Linked DNA regions of Mus musculus: all the other regions are linked to region 6. A link is a contact called in public Hi-C, HiChIP or PLAC-seq and capture Hi-C data. All regions are on one chromosome and are shown on one strand. The core of a region is the stretch at or near the end of the contact, and the rest is flanking DNA. Distances in the headings are between cores, read along the strand shown.

Region 1 (4,125 bases), core at 444-2,943, 540 kb before region 6:
TGGTTTTTACTTTTGGAAAGGACAAGTTTCAGTTTGTCCGTTTGTAATCTCTGCCTCGGTGGGGTCACAACGCAGCTCCTCTTGATACAACGGGAATTTGAAACATAGAACCTAGCATGAAGAATCAGCTCGTCCAGCCCCTGCCTATTGCTGCCTGTTAGACAGGGGAGTGGTGGGAGAGGTATAATTTGTGTGGAGGAATGGCAGATGTGGCTGATCCATTTTGGATTTATCTGCCCATCTGGATTTTCAAAAGAAAAGAAAGTGGTGTGGTAACAATTTCATAGCAAAGGCCACAGGCTGGTTAATCTTCAGGGATTTTTTTGAGTTAACTTCTGAAAATGTCGATTTGGCCTATTGATTTCATATGAATTGCCTCTGACTAGCTGGAGCACGGCCAGAGCAATCCCAGCTAGCTGTGGGCTGCAATTGTCAATCTGTCTCCTCTGGAGCGCCCGGGTTGCCGTGCAGCTGGGTGGCTCCTGCCAGGGCACACAGGCCTGTTTCTAGGAAGTGTTTTTGGTGAGACTCAGGGATTCTGAGATGGAAGGCAAGTTGCAGGGATGAGGGAAAATCGATCCTTGGTTTGCAAAATTAGCTGTCCTGAAAATTGATCATATCTCATTTGAGACCTGGGCAAAGCTGCCAGGCTTAAGGGAAAAACAACAACAACAACAAAAACACCAAAAAACAACACAAAACAAAAAACCCACCAGAATACAGGGGTAGGAAAGGGAAGTTGTGGGGTGAGGGTGGAGAGAAAACAGAGAAAGAAAGAGAAATGAGAAGCCTGGAGGTAAAGAAGAGAGATAGACTTTCTGGGCACTGAGTATGGTTGTTCTGCATCTCTAATCACAGTGCTGGGAAGACAGGCAGGTGGACCCCTGCAGCTTGCTGGTCAGCCATCTAGATGATCAGTGGGCTTCACGTTCAGTGAGGCCATACCTTAAAGTATAAGGTGGAAATTGATTTTAAAAGATGGTGAATATTGACTTCTGGCATCCACACTCATGAGCACAAATGTCCATGTATATTAATACATATATACTATATATATATATATATATATATACCCACACATGAGTGAATTAAGATAAAAAGAAACTTCCAAAGACAGAGTGACACATGTGGATGCATCCTCAGGCATAAAGTGAAGCAGAGAGAGAGAGAGAGAGGGAGAGAGAGAGAGAGAGAGAGAGAGAGAGAGAGAGAGAGAGAGCGCAAAAGAAAATGGGACAGAGACAGAAAAAGAGACACAGAGATAGAGTTACTGAGATTTAGAGAAAGCATAGCCTAAGAGGCGTGTTCAGAGACTGACTCCATGGGAGATCCCATGAGGAAGATTCTCTTAATACAATGGAATTTCAAAACATACAGTGGGACAGAGGATTTACATATTGAGGTTGGCTGGTTGGGCCTCTTCTTCCTAGAGGAAAGGGCAGAAGCAAACCCTGAGAACTGGCAAGGCTGCTGACTTAAGGGTGAAGGTCAGAGGCAGGGGCATAACAAAACGAAGACAGGAAAACAGTCACTTCCAGAGAAATCAGGGTTCCTAAGAGCTTCCACCAGAGCTGTCCAAGGAGCTTGGGCCTCTGTGGCTCCCCCTGGCAGGCTGCGTGGGGCCTTTGCGTGTAATCCCCAAGCTCCAGGGCAGCCCCTGTGTCATCCCAACTGAGATCCTGGGGCTTGCAGAACCGGTTAGTGGCTGTGTGATGGAATAATCACACAGGACTGGAAACAAAACAGGAGAACAAAAGCAGGTGGGGGGAGCCCACAGGAATAGTTTGGAATCCTAGTTTCCTACGTGCAGTTGCTAAGCAGTTTCCTGCTGTGTGTGTCCTGGTCTTGAGAAGTATGAGAAAGGCTATGAGGAAAGCAGGTGCCAGGGAGGTCTGCTGTGTGGTCTTGGGTTCTCAGGTGCTGGGGGCTGTTCTTCTTGGGAGGCCAGGAGAAATGCAGCTCTCCTGAAACACAAAAGGAGAGGGGCTGATGTTTTGAGCAACTCTCCCGCAGTCTGACTACTGAACAGAGGAAAGTGGCTGCCTTTTCATATTTCAGGGAAGCAACCGCTCCTTAGGCAGGAAACCAGATAGTCTGGGTCTCCGTTCTTACTGAAATCTCTGCCTTTGTATCCATAGCTATATGGCTTGGTTATTCCAATCAGACAGTGCTGTAGATGGAGGCTGGAAGCACCTGGGATACAGGCTTTTGACATTTAACGGGGGTGGGGTGGTGGTGGTGGTGAATGAGCCCTGTGACGATTCCAACTCATGCTTATGGTTCTTGTGAGAGAAACTGAGTCATATTACCAGCGTCTGGTGTCTCTCTTAAATAAACATCTCACCAAGAGTGATTCAAAGTCTTACACAGACAGCCCGGCTGGTAGAACAGAAATTCCCTAGAAAGTAACTTAAGTGGAGTTATGCCCAGGATGTGTATAGTAAAGGGCAGCAATGGCTGCTGTGTGAACTCCCTGCTTCTAGCTGTGTCCCACACAAGAGTAATAGAAAAGTTGTCATATAGTTTGCTTGGTTATCTGTGCCTCCTTTTCAAGTTGTCTGGCGGCAAGAGTGTAAAGTGAGAATTCAGAAAACCCTCAAGGGTGCCCAGGATAGAAAAGGGGACATGATCTTGGGCCTTTGTCTGTAGAAAGCCCTAACTGGGCAACAAAACAATTTGTGTTCATAATCCACTGAGCAGAAATAGAGAAGGTAGAGATTGTGCTGTCTGTAGAGTCACTGCAGAACCCATGATCAAAACTTGACTCATGCAGAAGAATAAAGAAAAAGATATAATTGACATTCTGATTTGTTTTTTCTTCACTGTTTGTAAGCTCCAGCTCTATGTAGGCCAGTGTTCCTTCCTGTGTTGAATTACAAAAGAATATATAAAAAGGTTTTCAAAATAGGACAGTCCCAGCTACTCAATCTAAGGAGCCATCTTTGTAAACTTTGCAAAGCTGAGATGAGTCAATTGTGTTTTAACATACTCGAGTACACACACTACCCACTAGGACATGTCCCCAACTCTTTCTCATAAAGGAAACCTTCCATGAATGGCTTGTGTTTCTATTGTGATTTCCTTTCATAATATTCCAAAAGCTGAATTTTGAAAAAAAAAATCAACAAAACATTTTGTTTTGAAACACACACTCCTCTCCCACTTGCAAACAGCAAGCTTGCAACTTGGCCGGTCTTCAGGATGAACACCTGGGCTACTCTGGCTGCTGCCAGTGGCTCAAGGAATGCTCATCTATTTCAGTACAACCCACACAATAATTAAAAGGACAATTTGTTTCTACATAAAGAATCATAGAATGTAGCCTCAAACCACATAAAAGTCCTTTCTGCTCTCCCCGGAGTTCAGCAACTCCAGGCTGGCTACAGTCTGCCCTGGCTGTTTTGTCTGGTGGTGTTTCTGTGACTTTCAGAGCGGCAGGATGGTAGGGGAGGGCCCTGGGTTCTAGTCCTTTCCCTGCTCTGTCTTTCTCACAGAGCCACTCTGAGCTGCAGAGTAGTAACTCAGCCTTTCTCAGTAATGTGGGCCAGAGAAAGAGAACACAAGGGTCCTGCACAAAGGATAGCTTATTGGTTTGCTCTCTGTCCACATGGCAGGAGCCTCTCTCTGGAGGCTCACAGCCCACATGGGTGAAGGGAAGAGGAGCAGCAGGGAAAGGCACATTGGGGGAGGAAGGGGGGAGAGTGACTCTCTGGAGAATGCCAACAAATCAAGGTTCTCAGGAGGGAATGCACTGAATGTAATCTGAAGTCAGTGCAGTGCTGATAGATAAGTAACAGCTACCTATCAGTGGGGAAGAGGGAGGAGCTTGTGATGTTTACCAGTTTTGCTGGTGGAGGAACTGCCAGTGGTGGCCAATTGAGATGTAAGAACAAGATGTCAAGTGGGGAGTAAAGTCTCCAGGAGATTAACCTGTATGTGTGTGTGCACATGTGCTCTCTCTCTCTCTCTCTCTCTCTCTCTCTCTCTCTCTCTCTCACACACACACACACACACACATTTGTGTCTGTCTGTCTTTGTCTTTGTGTCTCTCTTTTACTCTCTTTTTCTCTCTCTATCTCTCTGTCTCTCTCTGGTGTGTGTGTGTGTGTGTGTGTGTGTGTGTGT
Region 2 (4,145 bases), core at 1,620-4,119, 680 kb before region 6:
GTGCCCATCTTGGCAAACCTAGATTGGGGAGGACCCTAGAGTGATGTTTCAAGTCCCCGTTGGAGGTCAAGTGTATGTATGTGCACTGTGTCCAGTTTGGTAGCATCAAGTGGCACTCAGTCTCTATGCTATGCACTCAGAAAGGTTGTCAATCTTACCCCAAACCCTGTGCAGCTGAATCCATGGTCATCCTGGAGACGCTTTTATAGTATGAGTTCTAGGTTGTTTTTCTCAACTATTCAAGTCACTTAGCAGGCAGCCAGTTCTGGATTACAGCTAGAATGGCTAGGCAATGATTGTTTGTGGTGAATGTGAGTGTTCATCCTATTTTCAAAATCTCAAGACTCTCCCATTGGAAATTCCAGGATAAGCAAACATCAAGCAGACAGTTGCTGTAGACAAGCCAATGCCTATGCTGGCTGGGAAGTGGGTGATTTGGAGGATTTCTTCCAAGTTTTCACACCTCAGCCAAGCACCTATATAAACTCAGAAGTTAGGTCTTTTATATTGCTATCATTAATATTATGAATATTAATATATAATTTGACTAACAAACCATCAAAGTTACAGAAGCTTTTGATAAGGAAACACAATGTGTATTCAATAACAATGTTGACTCATTTTGTCTTTTAGTGAAATTCTGTCATATCCTATGCCCTAAAACAATGGACACACTTGTTCAAGTTGGTATGGATTTATGAGTCGCATTGTTATATATGACATAGTTTATTCTTTTTAAGACCTTATCTCTGTTATGCAAAGGTTAGTTCTATAAGAATAGTTCTGAGCATCCAGTAGTTTATTAACTCTTCTGAGGCAAGAGTTGACTCCTAGAGGGGACAGCAGGTTTTATAGAGTGGCTCCTTGTTGGTGATCTGAAGGAGAAACGTCCCTCCAGCAGTTTAGGTGTAAAACACTTGGTCACCAGTTAATGTCACTGCTTGGACAGATAGTACAACCTTGCTGGAGGAAGTGTATCTCCAGGGTGGGCTTGAGAGTTTGTAGGCTTACTCCACTCCTAGTAGGCTCTTTCTGCTTCATTTGTGAGGTTGAGATGTGAACTTTCAGTTCCCTGCTCCAGCCAGCCTTGACTACCTGCTGCTCTGCTCCCCGCCACCGCCCCCGACATTGTGATGGATCTTCCCCATTTAGAACCATAAGCCAGTAGACCCTTTCATACATTGCTTTGGGTCTCGTATTATTTTATCACAGGAACAGAAAAAGCTATGAATACTTGTTACATAACTGGGAGACCGCTTTGTGATGAAAGTACACATCATTAAACATCTACCTTTATTTTCATACCTAACAGGAAGTGTGAAGTAGAGAATGTAAGGGAGTCACATGCAGCTAGGTTAAAGCAACTGCCTTTCCTCTATGGTATGTTGTACTGTCTGCCTCTGGGCTCAGCTTCCAGAGCTCTGGGTATTAGAATATGAGGATGGTGTGGCTGCTGCTCTTCATGGTATGCTGATTGTGGCCTGGTCCTCAGAGTGTTCATAGCTGTTCCCGTATCACTTTAGACTTCTCCTGATTCAGTCCTCATGCTGGTTGGTACCTTGAGCATCTCTCATGAGTTAGCCAATTCTTCTTTTGCCTCTCTCTCTCTCTCTCTCTGCTTGTAAACATATGCTAATCTATGAATGTTTATTGAATAATATTGGGAAACCCAAAAACTTTGACCAGCTACATGCCATATTATCAATTAATACAAATGATTAAGTCTTTCATCTATGTTTTGTCTGATACTCACACATGTATGTATGTATGTATGTATGTATGTATGTATGTATGTATGTATGTATGTATGCAAGTGTGAACAATGTTGGCACAACTGTGAGAACACCAGAAACCAGACATCATGTACATATATATTTACCCACATATATTCTCAGTTATAGAGACCAATCAGTTCTTTTACTAAGATCTTTAGCTGAATACATGAGTCAGGTGGATCAAACTATTTCTTAAAGGCATTGTCATTTGTTTTGTTTTGTTTTGTTTTTCAACCTATATTATCAAATGCAAACATGGAAAAAATATTAATACCAGTCCTCTGACTGTTCTCACTAATCCCTATTAGCTAGGTTTTCCTTCCTGTCAAAAAAACATCTGAAGCATAACTTCATAAGAGGTTTAGTTTTAAATTCTTACTGCATTAATTAATTAGCTAAATAATTAAATATTGAACACTGTGTATGTCAGAGGACAACTTTGTGGAGTTGGTTCTATCCTTCCGATATGTGGGTCCCAGTGATCTAACTCAAGTCAGGCTTAGTACTATGTATCCTTGGCCACTGAGCCACCCTGCTGACCCTTGGAGGTTTATTTAATACACAATTCTGAAAATAAAGGCTTCAAAAAGAAACCACATCTGGTAATCTGTTTTGTTGTTGTTTGTTTGTTTGTTTGTTTTTAACTAGCATTATACCAGGGCAGCATGTGGGACTACACAGCAAGAGACAGGAAGTCTGTATGTCACTTGTGGTCTCACTCCTTTTAAAGGCACTGAGACACATTGTGAGGGATCAGCTCCCGTGACCTCATCCAACCCTAATCAGTCCTTGGAAGCCCCGCCCCTAAGCACACTGGATTGTGTCTGCCCTCTTCATTATGTTAACATATAACTTTGGAGATTAAAATCTTGTGTGAATTCATGGGACACATCATGGAATCTCTAACACCATAGGATTTTTGCCAGGAGATGTCACAAATAGGTCATGACACACCTTCCTCTCTGAGCCTGCATCTGGCTTCAGACTCTTCTCAGCAGGAAGTTCCAGAAAATTGCTAGCCACTGACCAGACAGAAATGTAACACAAAAAAGTTTCCATCTTTGTTTTGAATGTCATTAATGTTTGCTATGACTCATGCCATTTGTTAAAGGGCTCATTCTATTGACTTCTTCAGCTTTGGGCCTGAACCAAGTGGCTTTATGTGCTGGTGGCCCAGTTCTGCTTGCTAGCTTGTTTTCCTGTTTGTGCTCACATTTCTTACTTTGAATTTTCCCCTGTGAAGCTTCTAGACTTACCTAAAGAAAGCCAGATTCAGTAGTGTTTGTTTGCATCTTGTTGTGTTTGGTGGTCCCTAACAATGTAACCGGAGCAGGTGCACTTAAATGCAATTGTGCTAAATTCTGCTCATTCAACAAATGATTATTGAGCACATAGCCCTCGGGTCTTGCACTTTAGAAAGAACATAAAAGACTGGGTTTCTGCCTCCCCAAATTTTACATTTAAAGAAAAAGAAAACGTATTTAGGAAACTATTTATTTGGTCTTCATGAGATCTGTGAGCTGTTAAAACTCTTTCACAATTTTTACTTTTTGGCTAAGTCACAATCTGAGATATGAGATTTGAAAAACACAGTCAGTTGGCAGCAAGTGTGAGCGACACCAACTGCTGCAAAGCTCTGGAACACGGCAGGATCCTGTGCGTGATCAAGTCCTGCCTATGTGCTCCAAGTTAATCCACTTGCTCATAAAACAGAGCCGCTGTTTGTTTATTGCTTGGCAATTCATTTTCTCCAATTTCAAAAAACACTGGAAATCTTACCCACTTTTAAATGTTTTTTTTTTTTTTTGTTTTTTTTGTTTTTTAATGTTTCAAAGTATTTTGGCAGAGCAGAATGTCCAAGCAGATGATGTGACCAGGTCTGAAATTCCTATCAATACCTGATCTCTCCTCCACCCTCATCAGTCTTTGTTGTTACGGGGGCCTGCCAGTCTTTCACGTGAGCCTTGGCAAGTCAGTTGACATCACATCGCTGAGACTCGCTTCTTTATCTCCTCAGGGAGGATAATGATATCTACCTACCAGCAACGTCACGAGGGCTAAAGAGACAATGCCAACTAAAGCTGTAGCATATACTAAAGCTCCATTCTTCTCCTTATCAATACTATAACAACACTGCCAAGGAATGCAAGGGATTTTGTTTGGGCCTCACTCATCTGTCTGTCCATTTGTCCATCCATCCTTCCACCCACCTACCTACACAATCAGGAGTATTCTCTATTCCTGGCCTGCTGTACACAGGCTCTTGTGCCTGACCCTATCCAAATACACAGCTTTCTCTTTCACCGCACTTGGAAAACAAATACCGACGTAATTAGAATACAAAGTGCCAAGGAGAGACACATTTGCACA
Region 3 (4,141 bases), core at 549-3,048, 510 kb before region 6:
TAAGCCACAGCAATGATTTGGTAATGTCTGCCCTGGAAAGTGCCCACAAGTTTCTTGGGAAATTTTACTGCTCTGTGTAAAGCCAAGATTTGGGAGTTTCCATGGAGACATGCCTAAGTTATCGGGGAGAAGAAACACTATAGACCATAGATACATATAGGTGAAGTTCTGCTTAATTATGGGAACTCAGGCTAGATACCTTTCCACTTACAAGGCTGTCCCACTGACTGACACACATCAACTGGCTTCGTTTTCTCTGATGCCCCAGACATTGTATGCATCTTGTTGACTTTTCTGTAACGATTTTCAAATCTCTCTCAGGTGATTGAGGACAAAGACAAAAACTCCACCAACAGATATTTGGAGACTATTAATAGAGTCCAGATGAGAATTGATAAAAGAACCCACCCTGGGGTGGAGGATATCCCATCCTTACTGTGTTTGTGCCAAATGAATGTTATTGGACTGAGGAGTCTGATTTGGTTCTCTAAGGGCAGAGTTGAATAATTGCTACAGACATCATAATTCTGGCAAAGCATGAACAACATACTGACTGACCCTTTCCAGACAAGGCTTGCCAGTGCTACGGAAGGACTCACAGTGGGTTTAAGAGCCAACCAAATGATGCCATGAAAAGCTAACTGGTGCTGGAGAGGCCAGGGTATCATTGGCATGAGATGGTCACTGTCGTCTTCTCTCATGGGACCACCCCCATCTCCATTCCTTTCTTTTGCATTTTAATTTCACCTCTTGCATGCTTCTTCCCTATTTTTCTTTTATTCCCACACTCGGACTATTTCTATCCACCAAATATTATTTTAAAGGAATAATTTATATCACAGTATATAATATCTTTGCAATATAGTATCTTAAGTAATTCTTTGAGAATACCACACATGCATATAATGGATTCTGATCCCAATCGCCTGTAAATAACACCATGATGACCAAGTATGAAAGCAGAATAGACATATTTACATGGTCTAGTTCTGGAAGAATATTTTTAAGTCGTGTCCAAGGACAAGAAGGAAGATGAAGACTACTACATCGTTATGAATAGCCGCTTCTAGAGTAAGCCTTACTACTTACTCTTCTTTTTCTGCCCTCTTACACAATCATAATGAATCCATCCTATCTGCCAAGCGTCTGTGATTTAAGCAGCCTGGTTTCAGCGCTCCTGTCATTACATAGACATTGTCTGTAATAGGGCCTCCCACACTGCTACATGTTGGACACACTCGTAAATCCTACCTGTGATTCATCTCCGTTGAATTTGTGAAACTGCTCTGGAGAAGAGTCACTGAGTATGTGGAAAATATTACTGCCATTTTTATTTTTTGCAATCTTGTTTAAAAAAAAAATAGTCCTGCTACCCCAGAAGTCTAAATTGTGATCTTAATTCTGCCCACCAGGGTTTATTTGTGAACACTGATTCTACTTTTTGAGCTGCCATTGGGAAAGATTATTTCTGATGGAGCCCGACCTTCTGAAGCTGGCATGCACAGTGCAATGGAAGGAAATAAAAGCATTATGTCTTTTAAAATGAGCGTTCCAGCTTTGCTGTTTCCCAGCCATTTTATGCCAGCTTCCAGTGCCTCAGTTTCCCCATCTGTGGGCTTACCAATAATGCACCAGGTTAAGATTGAAGAGTGTGATTCAAATGCAAGCAACCATATCAGCCTGGCAGTGAACAGGTGTTTGCAAATGGCCTTCTATGAAGGAGATGAACTAAGTGAGAGTCCTTATTAAGGGAGGATGCAATGGTGTCATGGAAGAATCCAGAAGGAAGCCGTACTTCCTGTCTCTGACTCAGCCAGAAGCAGGAAGAATCTGCCGCACGCACATGTTCTGTGAGTTGCACACTGTCAACTTGTTGAAGGCACGGAAGGATGAGTCAGGGGACATGGGATCTGCTTTGCTGTGAATTTTATGTGCTTCTTACATAAGCCATGGTGAAATTCTTGCCCTATATCTATATGTCTTAATATCTGGCCATATATCTATCTGTCTATACATCTATAACGTGAAGGTTGGTTTCAGATAGAAATTTCTCCAAGTTTTTACGATATTTGATACAAAGATGGTATAGACTTGAAACACTAGGAAAATATGTCTATTGACTAAAGAAACCAGTGATATTTATTTTTATGTTATTGAAGATTAATACATAGAGTTCTTCATTATGGATGAAGAAAAATGGATTGTGTATATGCACTGTAGTTTCTTTACTCTCCCCTTTGTTAGCAGACACCTAGGTGGGCTCTGCTAACTTAAGTGTGGTGACTCATCTGCCAATAACCACTGATGGCACAACCAATGATTTTGTTTTAAATATCACCTTGAAAAATGAAAGCATATAGTGTAATTGTAGTATTTTCTAAGCCACCACACAGCTCCTCAGACTCCATTTTCAAACAATCTTAGGATTTGGAAAGACAAGTGCCCCATCCTATCATCAGGAGGAAAGCAGACTTGTGATCACCCCGATTGTAAATAAATGTACCCAGACCTCAAACCAAACCGGCCTGAAACCAATTTTGCAAACTCTCTTCTTTCAGGGAGAATCCATGTCAGTGCGTCAGGTAGTTACTGTGTCAGCTTCAGGTACCGGTGGTTCACATTTATTGCCCACACGCTTTCTGTCTGAGAGGAGGTCTTCTTGCGCGGCTCTAGGACTTTCCGGCATGAAGAATTCATTTGCCTAGAGCTGTCTTTGTAATGCTCGCTCTAGATTTTATTAAAGGAGAGTCCTCAAGCAAGAAATGTTCCAACAGAGGGCAGGCAGTGACATCAGGAGCACAAGATGCCCTGATTAGTGGCCATGGCCTCCTGTTTGATGGTGTCTGGAGAAAGATGCTTAATAGCTGGGTTCATCACACACGTGATCTACAGAGTATCATCCAAATAGAAAGCAGAGCCCCTTTTTGGTGTCGGTACCAGTAAACTCAGGACGAATCCAAATCCTTGGAGTTTCGGTGTACCCATGGGAAAATTTATAAAATAACTGCCTGATGAATGTTCCCTTTACCACAGGCCTACTGTCTTTCTCTCTAGAACCTCCCCTGTTTCTTGCAAGAGGATGACGTATCCTCCTCTGAGTCCTCAAGCCACAGTCTTTGTCTACTGAGGCATCTGTTCATCACAGGACAGTTCTGATTGTATGTTTATTTACACGTCTCTCCCACTGGGCTGTGTGGTTCATCAAGACAAGACTGTATAAACACACCACAAACTCATGCATGCATGTACTCGCACGCATGCTCACAATGGCACACACACACTGAGTGTATGTTTTCAGATCTGTTCCAGTCTTAAGATTTCAGAGTCAAGGATTACCATGTGTGACTCTGGGGATGTCATAGTGGATCCAAGATTCCACCAGCTCTCCTCACCATCCTGACATTTCTGTCCCTAGGTCTCATTTTTTACATTTTTGTAGCTCCATATCCTTCCTCGATGTTCTGACATACATGGTGTGCATACCTGAGAGAATATTCTTCCTCTTTCTGGAATGCTCTTCTCCTAAAAACACACAGTCTGGTAGCATCCCTTCTTTCTTACTTTGTTTTGTTATTTTATCTTGACTCAGTCATTTTTGGGGGATTCCATCATTTCAATGAAACTAAATTTGTCCTGTGCTATATTCTACTAGCTCCTCCCTAAGTACCCCAAAACGTCCAACATTTCTTCCCTCGCTTTGCATTTTCACTTCCAGGGTACTAATCAACTTTTAACTTGTAGCTTAGTATTGGGACTTTTCATTTAGGATCTGACTCTCACTTCTAGAATGCAAGTTCTGTGACAGAACAGAATCTGTGATTCACTGGTACAGTTGTCACTGTCTCATGTCTATGAGAAGAAACCAACAAAAGAAAGTGAAGGAAGGTGGGGTTTGTTTGGGTTTATAGTTTGAAAGGATACACTTCATCATGGTGGTTAGGCATGGCAGCAGGTAGGGAACTAACTGGTCATATTTATGAAGAAGAAAGATGGATGCTTGTAGTCAACAGGCCTCCCAGCACCTTTCTCTCTCCTTCAGCCCAGGACCCAAGCCCATGGATCTGCATACATCCTCACAGATACACTCAGAGATGATTCTAAATCTAATAAAAGCATATGTAATCACCATAGTAAATGTGTC
Region 4 (3,879 bases), core at 629-3,128, 560 kb before region 6:
GCCAGACCTGACAAATACAGAGGCAGATGCTCGCTGCCAACCATTGGACTGAGTGAGGGGTGCAGGATGGAAGAGTTGGAGAAGGGATTGAAGGAGCTGAGGGGGTTTGTAGTCACATGGAGGGAGCAACAGTGTCAATAGGCCAGGACCCCTGGAGCTCCCAGGCACTGGACAACCAACCAAAGAGTACACATGGAGGAACTCATGGCACTGTCCATGTATGTGGCAGAGGATGGCCTTGTTGGACATCAGTGAGAGGAGAGGCCCTTGGGCCTGAGAATATTGGATGCCCCAGTGTAGGGGAATGCCAGGGTGGAAAGACAGGAGTGGGTGGGTGGGTGGGGCAGCACCCTCATAGAGGCAGGGGGAGGGAGGATGAGATAAGGTGTTTCCAAACGGAAGACCTGGAAAGGGGAAATGATTTGAAATTTAAATAAAGAAAATATCCCATTTAAAAAAAAAAAAAAGAAGTTTCATTGACTCTTTCATCTTCTCAGGGTTACTTTTTACCATTCTCTCATCCTGCATTCCCACACATCAGCTGTGTTTACAGTCCACCACAGCATTGCCCATGTCTCTGTGCTCTGCAGTGCTCTTCTGTTTCAATACACTTAAATGTACATCTTTACCAGAAAACACCTCCACCTTCAAGCATTAGTTCTTGGATTCCCTGTCTTCTGCTGCTCTCCCTTGTCTCTCCTTTGAGGTGTAAGTGCTCCTTTTGATGTGCTCTCTTAGCTCTCAATGCTGTCTTTATTCAGTTTCTAAACTTTCATTAGGGACAAGGATAAGCACAGTGTCAGAATTCTGTAGAGAGGGAAATATTGAAAGCCAAAATTAAATTATCAAGATGAAAAGATAAAACAAGAATTTATGGCCTCAAGATGCCACTAGCCGTGTTTAAAATGAATGTCTGCAGAAACACCCAAAGCCAATGTCGTACTTAAAACTAAGAGCAAAAATTCAATCCAAGGGAGGGTCACAGATAGGTAGAAAACAGATACCCTGGAACATGAACAAAGGGCTAATAAAATCCTAGTGGATTCTTTAGGAAACACAAACTGAGCTCCATTCAGAGATGTGTGGCTCTCCAAGGTGAAACTACATTTTTTAGTTGTTAGTTTAAAAAGTACCAAGCCTCAATCATTGTGGGTCCCAGTAGCCAGGAAGATCATCAGATGAGTTGAGGATGGAACCCCTTGTCTTCTCTAGACATGTCATCCTTGAAATCTGCAACTTTGACAAGCATGTGTAATTTTTCAGCAAATTATGTGGAGATAATAATAACATTATCTAGGTCTTTTCTTCAAACTGATCCATATTTATTCATACTTAAGCTCATGGATTCAGGAAAATTTGTAAACTCCGATCCACTAATCATAATGTGGAACCTATGGGTCATCCTGCTTTAATGATAGCATCCCCTGTTTACATGGAGATTTTACATTATAAGAACAACAGCTGGGACCCTCAGTGTATTTATAAATGCTTTCCATGTGTCATCTTACTTAATCTTTTTATTAATTGTACGGCTAAGCTCTATTTACATCTCACAAATCATAAAACCAAGACAGAGAAGACCAGAGCTCACCCCAAACCATGAGGCACAAGCGTTCGGAATCAGCCACAGCAAGCACAAGCTGTAATCTGTCAGTTGACTCTCTCAACCTCTCAAGAATAAAGAGAGTGATGATTCTGTGAAGAGGGAACTGTTCTGGGACTAAGTTATTTTCCACCCAAGACAATGATGAGAGCATCACTGAGACTGTTTGGAAAGCTTTGAAACAAGTTCCCCAACTTCAGTTGCTGTTGGGCTTGATGTAGCCCATTCCAGGAAATCCAAAGGCTGAGACAGCAAGAGCTCTGGGCCAGAGCCAGCAGAATGTGTTTGCTTTGACATCCATCTGCTCTCCCCAGTTACTAGAACAGCAACTTCCTATTTACTATGGCTTAGTTGTGGTTCTGTGACTGCGTGGGAGGAGACAGCCTCTGCGTGTGTACGAGGGAGGGTGTTAGATGTGGTAAGTAGAATAGGTCTATTAACCTATTTAGTGGTATCATCTTGAGATGGTGAAGGAAACTAGTGGTAGATGGAGAGGCAAGGGTTGTTGGACTCCTATGACTGTGGGAAGAGCTGAGAGGGACCAGCCAATATAATGCTATATTCATCTGAATCCAAAGACTCCAGGTTGGAGGGGTGTAGAAGCAACCTCCAAAGAACTCAAAAGGAAAAAGCTTGGCTCTAAGCATTTGCATCATCTAGAGAGCATACAGCCAACTTCTGATGTAGTGTACTTTTCACATGTGTCTTGTTTTCTCTCCTCCTTCATCCTCTTCATCCAGAGACCACAGGTGGATCCAAACCAACAGGGGACTGACAGTAAGAACTCAGATGAAAGTCAGATGGGGAAACGCAATTCAGAGAGAAGGAAACTGAACCATGTCCTTCATTCCACAGAAGGCTCCAGAGCAAAGCCACCCAGGACAGAGGAAGGGGAAGGCTGAACTAGAACCCAAATTCAGCATTGTGATCCACTGGCGGAAGTGAACTCATTCAGATGTCAGAGTTGAGACTGTGATTCCAAACCATAGAAACCAGTGCACTGTGCCCTACCAGGAAGTGAGCAGGAAGGGTCCACTGAGGTGGAAGAAAATCCTGTCTAACTACTGTCATTCAACTTGGGCCATTCTGTTTCTTTACATACTTATCATTTTCTTTATAGTTTTCCTCCTTCCTTAATGATGGCTGTGGGAAGGAACCTAAAGCCCTCTGAATGTTTCTCCTGCTGTTTTCAGTCCCATTTTTCTCCATCAACTTTGCCCCATACCTTGTATCTTTTACGTATTGCATTCATTAATATTAAAATGACTTCCTCATTGTTTTTTATATTTTACTTGCATAGCCTATTACCAATATCCATTGTTTCCTGAGAATGTTGACTTACATTTTAAATTCCTGTCTCATTTATAATTCTGCTTTGTATAAGTATTGACTTTCTTTTACACTAGTTAATTCCCCACTCCTTATTTGGGTGTGAAGATTCATGTTACCCAAGATAATCATGCCTGAACCCATAAAACTATTTTAAGGGAGATCTGGAGACCCAGTCCCTACTGAGCATCTGCCTTGGTGTGACAAGGCCTGAAGTGGCTGTTCTCCAGAGCAGGGTGCCCTTCCTCATTGCTTCTAGGACACAAAGCACCTCCTTCTAGCAAGGATCTCCTTTAGGTTCTTTGAGAACCCATATAAAGGACAGGTTCAACAGAAGAGAATTGGGAAGGACAGCTGGCTGCTACAACCCAGTTTTCATCCCCCTCTTCCCTAAGTCAGTCCTTCCACACTGTCCCTTGGCTCTGACACATCACATTCTTTAAGGATTCTCAGAGCTTGTTCAGTTGTCATGGAAGAGTTGCAATACTGGGAGACCTCCCCTTCACTTAAGAGAGGAAGAGGGCAAGCTTCCAAAGAAAGGGCACAGACTCAGAAGGATGCGTGGGCAGAGTACCTTTAGGTGAGTTTTGCAAAGTAAGTGAGTGGTGAGTGGTAACCAGAGACTTAGGAATGGGTTCTAACCGCAGAAGGCAGTTCCTTATGGGCAAACAGTTGGAAAGTTAATTAATAGCTTAGAAATCAGTACACTATGGTTACTTTTGCTGTTAGACTTTGGTCACATCGCTCACCTCTCTGAGTCATGGTGTCCTCATCCATCAGATGGGGATAAGGCTTGCCCCTCCAGTGCCACTTCAGTAGGTTGCAGGTGAAAGCTATGACAACAATGAGCCAGAATTCAGCAGAGGCCGGCTATGATGGTACAGGCATTGTAATTTCCCTGGCCTAGCCTAGCATCCGAGACATTCATGGTCTTGTCCCTTTTCTCC
Region 5 (3,925 bases), core at 1,082-3,581, 910 kb before region 6:
GTATTCGTGTGTCTGTGGGAATGTGTGCCACAAGAGTGTGAGGTCCTTGGAGTCCAGAAAAAAGGATTAGATCTTCTGGAGATGGACTGCGAGGTGGTTGTGAGCTGCCTAACCTGGGTGCTTGGAACCAAACTTGGTTCCTCTAGAGAAGCAACAAGTGTGCTTAGCTGCTGAGCTATTTCCTCAATCAAACCTTATCTGCGTTTCTAAAAGGGGACATTTCTTACCCCATTGACAGTAGTATAGAGAAAACCTAAATTCTAGAAGTCTTGTCTCCTCTCTAAAGAGACAGCAGGTTAGTAAAAGATATACCCCCATTCAGCTCATTTGCACTTTAGATTTCATGCGAACTTGGCTTTTGAGTACGGAAGGATCTGTGCTTCGTAGGCTCATTTCCTGAAGCCGCTGGAGTTGGGAGAGACTCCATCCATGTAATGATTTGCAAAGCATCATGGGCCCATGGTGTAATGGCTGACCTCGGGGGTGGGCGGGTGGGGGTGGAGTGCGGGGGAGGGGTGGGGAACTTTTTTTTGAAGAAGCAAATGACTCTTTGCCAAGTTTCATCAAGCAGAGAAATCAAGTGCTTCCTTGTCCAGCCCACTTTAAGCAGCCACGTGTGCCTCACACAGAATGTTTGACTGTTAAACGACTTCACCGTGACACCACTGAGTGCCAGAGCCCAGACACCTTCAGAGACCTTTGGGTCTCACATTTCCCAGGATGAGGGACTAGGCTCTGATGGTGCTTGTGGCCATTTTGGGGCCGTATCTGGATACATCATCAGATGTCTATTCCTCTAGGTAGAAAATTTCAGTTTTCATATCCCAGCTTTTGTTTGGGCTTGAGAAAGGTTGCAGGATTTGTTTTTGTTTTTTTCTTTGTCTTTTCCATCACCCTCATCTTTATTTGTCTATTTGTGTATACATGAAGCTGAAGTAAACATCAGGGCCAAAACTTTCTTCAGTGCACCCCGTGAGGTGTGCTTTGTAATTCTTCTGTTGTCAGATGTTAGCCATGCCCCGTCCCTCCCTGCCCCCCAAGGTTAAATGTTTACACGTGAGAAGGGATATTCACTTATGGTTAAGGCAATATAAGATTTGCTTTCATACAATATTTACATAAATAAAACTATAAGATAATAAGAAAATAAATCATGGCTGGTAATGAGACTTTGTCTGTGGAGATCCCAGGATGAAAAGCGATCTGGTCTCTGCTTCTTGAAAGTTACAGGCAGATGAAGTCAGTGAGGATCTGGGTACTTTTCTGTTTGGGTTGTGACAGTCTCGAGCATTTTAAAAAACCATTTTGACTGTTTTACAGTTGCATTACCATTACAAGCACTTCAAACCCTTTGGGAAGTGGATTGCATGCCCGTCCTAATGAGCGTGTCTTTAAACTTACGTCAGTCCTGTTGAGCTTCAATGTCTTTGTGTAGCACCTTTCCCCTTTCCCCTGCACCTTCCTAGAATTATTTCCACCAAACCTGTGAATGACTTAGTCCTTCCTTTTGGTGATTAACTACCAGGGAATGACGGACTCGGTGGGAAGCAACTGAAGGCTGGGATACATCCAGCATTGCCTGTGGCTGGCAGTTGCACACGGGCCTCTCTCTGTCTTTCTAGATAACAGGTCTGCTGGATGGAACTGGCCAGAGTCTGTCCACCAAATACTTCCATGGCTTTTGTCAGACTATGGCTGGATGCTCCGCTTGAAAGCTTGCAGACCCTGCGACTGTGAAGGGGAACTGTTGTCACAGCCGTCATGGAATAGGTGATGTTGTCTTCAGGAGCCTCTACTCTTTGGTTGCCACTTTAGCTCTCACTTCTTCAAATCAAATGTGGAAAAAAAAGATACCGGGCTCTGGTGAACATCTGGGTAGCATATTGGCCAAAGGGATCTGTTTCTCTTTTCCTCTTACAGTAAGGAAACCATCCTCTGTTCTTGGGAAGATGATTAATGATCACACACATAAAGCCAAAAAAAAAAAAAACCCCACAAAAAAACTATGAGCCTTTACATTGCTCTCTCTCTCTCTCTCTTTTATTCCTACCTGTGGACAGATAACTTCTTCCTGTGCAGTTGCTGCAGCACATTTTACATTCCAGGATCCTCCCCAGCCTGTGGATTTTGCTGACGGCTTTCCCCTTTGGCTCACTTGAGCAATTTTCTGGTAGACAACAGAGAAAATGCTGAAACCCAAGAGTCTGCTTTTGTCCTCCTCTTCATTTCGTCCCTGTTTCTGTTCAGCAAAGGCAAACCACAGCCCAGACAGGAAGGCACGTTCACAGGTGTGTGGCGACCTGTCGGACTGAGTTGACTCATGACTGAGGTCAGGGTCACCTCCTGTGGCCACCTGACTTCCGACACGACAAAGAGAACAGATTTGGCTGTCAGCCCCCATTCCCACCCTTCCTGCAATGGCCTGAAGCCTTTCAGTTTCCTCTTGCATTCTCTTGGTCCTTGAAGAATCATCTGACTGTGTATCGAGGTGTAGGGTCTGGGATCTTGGTGTGGTAATCTAATGTCACCAGCAGAGCATCTTCTTTGCTCTACCCCAGTCCCACAATTCCTGATTCCTACTTCCATATTCTTTCAAATCACTTTCCTTTCAGTTTGTGTTTATCCCCACCCATGTGCCTTGTGTGTGTGTGTGCGTGTGTGTGTGTGTGTGTGTGTGTGTGTGTGTGTGTGTGTGTGTGTAACTTTATGCAGAGGACAGAGGTCAACATCTGGCATCTGATACCTTCTTTGATCATTCTCTACCTCAGTTTTTTTTGAGACAGGTTCTCTTACTGAACCTGAATCTCAGCAATTGAATTAGACTAGATGTCCAATGGTTCTTCGTTTCTGCCCCTCACCCCTATACAGGGATTAATGGTGTGCATCATCACCACATCTGGATTTTTATGTGGGTGCTGGGATTTGAATTTAGGTTCTTATGCTTCTGATTTTACCGACTCTGCCATCTCCTCAGCTCCATAGGGTTTATTTATTTTTTTTAAACTTTTTTCTTTTTCAACTTCTGAACACAGGACACTTTTACCCCCATCTTAACCTTGGCCTATAGGAACATAAACTCTTCGATGTTCATGTCTCTATTTTTGTATCTCTATACCCTCTATTAAGTTGTTACACTAAACCATCCTGTCCTCCTCTCTCTTCCCCAGACAAGGTTTGCTAAGGGGGCTTCACATTTTTCTGAAACCAGATAGATCAGCAGAGAGATATGGCCTTCTACCACCATCTCTCTTTTTACAACTTGGCTGTCATTATATGCAATCATAACACGAGGCAGAGATGACAGCAGCATAAATAGGCATCTAATGTATCCGTGGGGAAGGTGTGTTGCCACCACACTTCCGGTGGGCAATCAAATATGTATCAAATGATTAAAAAAAAACCCTCTCTTCTCCTGGGCTCATACTTCCAGTAGTTCATTCTTCCACATCCAGAATAGACTGTAATGGCACAGGCACCTATAAAATTTGCTACACTCAGTGCAGAATAGATAGAAATGGCACATGCATGTATACAGTTTGCTACACTCAGTGCAGTGCAACATGCTGGTTTGGATCCTGGAACAGCACACCATTGGTGGGAAACCTAATGAAAGCAGAACAAAGCATCAAAGTTCAGTTTTTCCATTGTCAGGGCTGTACTATGGAAAGGCGAGGTGCTAGCACCAGGAGAAACTGAGAAAGACACTCTTTCCTGTGACCTGAAAATAATTCTGAAACAAGTGTTTGTTAAAATGCTTTTCTGAGAGGATTTTCTCTGCAGTTCTACTTGAAAAAGAAAAAATGGAAAGCAACTTGGCTACCCAATTTTGATGCCTCACTGATGAGATAGCAAGTCAGCTCGCTCAGTGGTGGTTTTCGAATCATATTTAATATAAGAAGATACTTACAATAGTTTAAGTAAAGTA
Region 6 (3,887 bases), core at 308-2,807:
GGAATGACGACAGCACAGCCCATTCCACTTAGTGTGAAGACTCTGCAGTGGCCTTTCGGATGGAAAAGGACAGCCTGCCCGTTGCTCACGTCAGACCTACTCTACAGTAGATAGTTCTTTCAATGGCTAAGGAGAAGCCTATTGGAAATCTGCTTGGATAAACAAACCCGCATTGAGTCCAGAGGTAATCATTAATGTTTCAAGGGCTAACTCACTGGATGCCCTTTTCCCTCTGATGGCTTCCAAGCACCCCTGATGATGGGTTTCGGGAGATAAACTTTCCAGTCAGCAGACTCCAATTGAGAAGACAATGGATTGGAGATGCAGAGATTAACAGGAGTTTGGGTGATGAACGATTACTCCTATCTGGTCTGTGTGAAATGAAAGGAGCTTGCAGCATCCCCAGATAGGAGTTGTTTGGGTTTCAGGCCCATAATACCCTCCCTCTCTCCACAAAGGATTAGACCCTCTCTGAACAAAGCTAGAACAGAATCGTGTGGGTCGGCCAGACTCTGGGCCTTGACCTTGCTCTGCTGTTTCTGGTCACGTGCCACTTGTTTGGGATTTTGTTTTTCTGTGTTCTTCCGAAGGGCGACTTTCCCAGCGTCAAGAGCCTTTTCAAAGTCACAAGCGAATCATCCCTTAGTTCTTCCAGGCCGCTTTGGCAGGCTTTCTCTACCTTCCCCAAACAGGACCAAGCTCCTATATAAAATTCATAAAATTCTTGGCAGGAAAGAAACCCTCCCATTGGAATGAACAGATGTTGGGCGAGTAACTTTGCCATGATGAGTTGTTCCTAATACTGTAGGTCTAAAACGTGTGAGGATGTTAGCTTGTATTTTAATGAATGTCAACAAGTTCTGGGCAGTTCTTCCATCGCTATCTGTGGCACACACATAACAATCACACACCTGAATTTCTACAGAGTCCTTGGGGATTGGAAAGCTATGAAAAAGCGAAAATGGAAATCCAACGTGCATGCTGATGTATTATTATAAGCTAACTCTCAGAAACACCTTTCCTCTCTGCCCAGCACCTGGATGGTCTACGTGCTTCTCCTGAGGCAATTAGCTTTGGGGGAATCAGCAGAGACGACCAGGGTCCCCACCCCGGAGACTGGAGTGTCAGTTGCCTGGGCTTCTGCTGGCTGCAATGCAAGCCCAGAACCAGCCTATCCACTTTGGGATTCAAAGTCGGAAATAGGGTTCCCTGTGGGGTGGGATGCGGTGCGAGCCGCTCCGCTACAGCTGGCGGAGGAGACTTGGGACTGGACTGGAAAGCGGCGCATGCGCGACCCAGTGAGCATCGGGCTCCGCCTGGAGTCCCCGCTGAGGGCAGTTCTCGCTCTGCCGGAGCGCACCAACGTATTCCAGGTCCCCTGCCACGCCCGGAAGAACTCCTTAGCGTCCCTGTTCCTCTCCAAGAGGAGGTGGAATGGAAGATCGTAGGGTGTGGCTGGCGGAAGAGCCGATCGCCCAGAGTCCGCGACGCTCTTGGGCGGCCCCGGTGCCCGGGAGGCCTGAGGGCTTGAGCTGGAGGCGGGTGCGGCGCGGTCTGCAGCGCCTCCCGCCGGTCCTCTTGCAGTAACGCGGCCGCAGGAGGGAGAGCCTAGACCCAAGCCCTAGACTGACTCTTGTACGGGATTTCTCATTTTGACTCTCATCAGTACTTGGTTTGGGGCTCCTGAAACTTGATTCCCAGGCCTCTTCTTGGCGGATGAATACTGGGAGGTCGTACGATCATTTCAGAGAAGGAGTGGGTGGGCTGCAGACGAGGACAGGGTTCTGGGTTTGTTTCTTATCGTTTTGGTACCAAGGATTAAAGACAGGATTTTGTGCATGCTACGTAGGTCTTGGACAGCAGAGCTACAACCCCCCTCATTTACCTTCCCACAGAGAAGAAATCCGACTGCCCAGGTGGGATACTGTCACCTGTGGCTGTAAACTCAACTGTCTTCTCTCTGAACTTCATTTCCTCGTTGCAAAATAGTAATGATCTTATCTGCTTCCCAAGTAAGAAATGCAAAGCCCCTAGCTGTGACATCAGCTGTCAGGGCCCAAGAGCAACAGTACTACACACACACACACACACACACACACACACACACACACACACACACACACACAAAACAGGTGCAAAGAGAGACTTTACTCCTCACACAGTCAACCAGCAGATCCAGGGTCCTTTTTTGACAACACATAGCAGATGCTCAGCGGTCTATAGATCTTTGCCTGTGGCAGTCATGTTTGCTCACTCAGGCAGCTTGCAATGCAGAAAACTAGGTTTTTAAGTGGAGTTGGGGCGGTGGCTTATATGCTGCAGCTCCTGTAATAAGGTCAGAGTACAACTTAATTTTCCCCATTTCTTTCCTTATTTAGTGTGTGTGTGTCATCTCAGACAACGTGTGCTACTGTGTTCTCAGACACTTAAGAGGGAAGAAAGTACCCACTAAGCCACATCTCAGCCCATGTAGGAAGCTCGGACTACTGGGACCATGTGCTCTCATTTCTCCTTAACACCTCTCCCACACACATCTCACATTCTTTCTGAAGTGATCGTGTTAGAAAGTGTTAGTGTACACAGACTTACCAGTTGCCAGAGGTCTTTATCCTATAACTTCCCTTGGACCCAGTACAGCAGGCACATCTCTCAGGGTGAGTTACTAGTTCCCGCTGGAATGGAGCAGTGTGCAGATTTGGTGGATTGGGGAGAGCTTGCCTTCACGCCCTTTCCCAGACTTTGACTTTATCAGAGGATACCTCCTGGGACACCTGCCACTTGTGTGCTCTCGCTAAAGGTTGGCACTTTGCCTAGAGAGGGGGGAATGGGTCTTCTTGGACATGTTCTTTTTCAGTCCTGTTCTGGGGCATCTAATTCAACAGTCAGCGTGAACGGAGACAAGAGTCACCATGGAAATCTATTAGGAGTTTTTATGTGTTTGTTTGCTTCTGCTTCTTTTCTAAAAGGGTCTCACATACTCTGGACCTCACCCCCTCTTCTTTCACCTTCCAAATTCTGGGACTGTAGGCGTGTAAGGCACAGGCAAGTGAAGTGTAACCTCACCAGACTGATCTGTTGGGATTTTTTTTTAGGGGGGTCTGTTTTGTTTTGGGTTTTCTGGTGCTCTCTGTACCAGAAGTAAAGGGCTATGATGAGAAGGGCATTGGTACGGTGTTTGTAATTAGTCCTACTGAGTATGGTAGTCCGTGCTTGTTATCCCAACACTCAGGAGGTTGAAGCAGGAGGATTGAAAGTTAGAGGCCAGCATGGGCTGTTTCCCCAAGACTCTGTCACAAAAATTTTTTTTAAAGGCAAAACAGTTTAAACAAGAAGTATATGAGCACTGATGTAATAATATTCATTTTTAGCAAAGCAAAAATCCAAATATGGTATTTTTGTGGATTATGATAAGGTGTGAGGAAAAGAAAATTCCTGTCTTCTCTAGCTCTTGAAAATATCCTCATTCCCCTGTACTGGGGCATATAATCTTCGCAAGACCAGGGGCCTCTCCTCCCAATGATGGCCAACTAGGCCATCTTCTGCTACATATGCAGCTAGAGACGGGAGCTCTGGGGGCACTGGTTATAACGTTCATATTGTTGTTCCTCCTATAGGATTGCAGACCCCTTCAGCTCCTTGGGTACCATGTGGTTGCTGGGATTTGAACTCAGTTCCTTTGGAAGAGCAGTCGGTGCTCTTAACCATGGAGCCATCTCTCCAGCCCATCTTGTCAAATAAGGAGGTCAGCCAGTCTCTCCTGCCTTCTGTTTTTCATAACCCATGCATGCACCACAGTGGGGAACAATCATGGAGGAGGAGGGTTCCCAAGCTGCCCTTTGAGAATAAAATGGGAGGCCAGAACCAAAGTCTTTTGGATAAAGCACCAC

What was found. Hi-C and Micro-C count contacts between places; a contact is called where the count stands out from the background. HiChIP or PLAC-seq counts read pairs in DNA pulled down with a chosen protein or histone mark. Capture Hi-C pulls out chosen DNA fragments and counts their contacts.
Region 1: a capture Hi-C map of embryonic stem cells shows a contact between it and region 6, with 6 times the contacts expected there. The contact joins two enhancer-like sites. A contact is called at or near these places in 5 of 484 Hi-C or Micro-C datasets (bone marrow-derived macrophages, embryonic fibroblasts, embryonic stem cells and 1 more), 3 of 115 datasets of contacts at active chromatin or transcription factors (embryonic forebrain, embryonic stem cells and extraembryonic endoderm stem cells) and 1 of 9 other capture datasets (embryonic stem cells).
Region 2: a contact with region 6 is called in an H3K27ac HiChIP or PLAC-seq map of extraembryonic endoderm stem cells. The contact joins two enhancer-like sites. A contact is called at or near these places in 1 of 15 datasets of contacts at CTCF or cohesin (embryonic stem cells), 1 of 484 Hi-C or Micro-C datasets (bone marrow-derived macrophages), 9 of 115 datasets of contacts at active chromatin or transcription factors (bone marrow-derived macrophages, embryonic basal ganglia, embryonic limb bud and 6 more) and 1 of 9 other capture datasets (embryonic stem cells).
Region 3: a contact with region 6 is called in an H3K4me3 HiChIP or PLAC-seq map of bone marrow-derived macrophages, with 10 times the contacts expected there. The contact joins two enhancer-like sites. A contact is called at or near these places in 1 of 15 datasets of contacts at CTCF or cohesin (pro-B cells), 3 of 484 Hi-C or Micro-C datasets (bone marrow-derived macrophages, embryonic fibroblasts and uterus), 5 of 115 datasets of contacts at active chromatin or transcription factors (bone marrow-derived macrophages, embryonic stem cells, extraembryonic endoderm stem cells and 1 more) and 1 of 9 other capture datasets (embryonic stem cells).
Region 4: a Hi-C map of bone marrow-derived macrophages shows a contact between it and region 6, with 16 read pairs. The contact joins two enhancer-like sites. A contact is called at or near these places in 3 of 484 Hi-C or Micro-C datasets (bone marrow-derived macrophages, embryonic fibroblasts and liver), 6 of 115 datasets of contacts at active chromatin or transcription factors (bone marrow-derived macrophages, embryonic basal ganglia, embryonic forebrain and 3 more) and 1 of 9 other capture datasets (embryonic stem cells).
Region 5: a Hi-C map of uterus shows a contact between it and region 6, with 2.1 times the contacts expected there. The contact joins two enhancer-like sites. A contact is called at or near these places in 2 of 484 Hi-C or Micro-C datasets (both in uterus), 4 of 115 datasets of contacts at active chromatin or transcription factors (cardiomyocytes, embryonic hindbrain, neural tube and 1 more) and 1 of 9 other capture datasets (embryonic stem cells).

Annotation. Positions count from the first base shown.
Region 1 is chr4:56,049,734-56,053,858 of GRCm38.p6, reverse strand. No RefSeq gene overlaps it. Among named protein-coding and RNA genes, the nearest start is that of Gm12519, 51 kb to the right of the region's middle. Within about 2 kb of position 1,693, at least 19 of the 459 cell types and tissues checked have an H3K27ac peak or open chromatin away from gene starts, as enhancers often do. A contact at or near this core is called in embryonic stem cells, where this site is marked.
Region 2 is chr4:56,191,970-56,196,114 of GRCm38.p6, reverse strand. No RefSeq gene overlaps it. Among named protein-coding and RNA genes, the nearest start is that of Gm42291, 120 kb to the left of the region's middle. Within about 2 kb of position 2,869, at least 5 of the 459 cell types and tissues checked have an H3K27ac peak or open chromatin away from gene starts, as enhancers often do. A contact at or near this core is called in extraembryonic endoderm stem cells, where this site is marked.
Region 3 is chr4:56,024,533-56,028,673 of GRCm38.p6, reverse strand. No RefSeq gene overlaps it. Among named protein-coding and RNA genes, the nearest start is that of Gm12519, 26 kb to the right of the region's middle. Within about 2 kb of position 1,798, at least 5 of the 459 cell types and tissues checked have an H3K27ac peak or open chromatin away from gene starts, as enhancers often do. A contact at or near this core is called in bone marrow-derived macrophages, where this site is marked.
Region 4 is chr4:56,068,875-56,072,753 of GRCm38.p6, reverse strand. No RefSeq gene overlaps it. Among named protein-coding and RNA genes, the nearest start is that of Gm12519, 70 kb to the right of the region's middle. Within about 2 kb of position 1,878, at least 43 of the 459 cell types and tissues checked have an H3K27ac peak or open chromatin away from gene starts, as enhancers often do. A contact at or near this core is called in bone marrow-derived macrophages, where this site is marked.
Region 5 is chr4:56,420,182-56,424,106 of GRCm38.p6, reverse strand. No RefSeq gene overlaps it. Among named protein-coding and RNA genes, the nearest start is that of Gm34628, 56 kb to the left of the region's middle. Within about 2 kb of position 2,331, at least 8 of the 459 cell types and tissues checked have an H3K27ac peak or open chromatin away from gene starts, as enhancers often do. A contact at or near this core is called in uterus, where this site is marked.
Region 6 is chr4:55,512,516-55,516,402 of GRCm38.p6, reverse strand. No RefSeq gene overlaps it. Among named protein-coding and RNA genes, the nearest start is that of Klf4, 18 kb to the left of the region's middle. Within about 2 kb of position 1,557, at least 148 of the 459 cell types and tissues checked have an H3K27ac peak or open chromatin away from gene starts, as enhancers often do. A contact at or near this core is called in bone marrow-derived macrophages, embryonic stem cells, extraembryonic endoderm stem cells and 1 more, where this site is marked.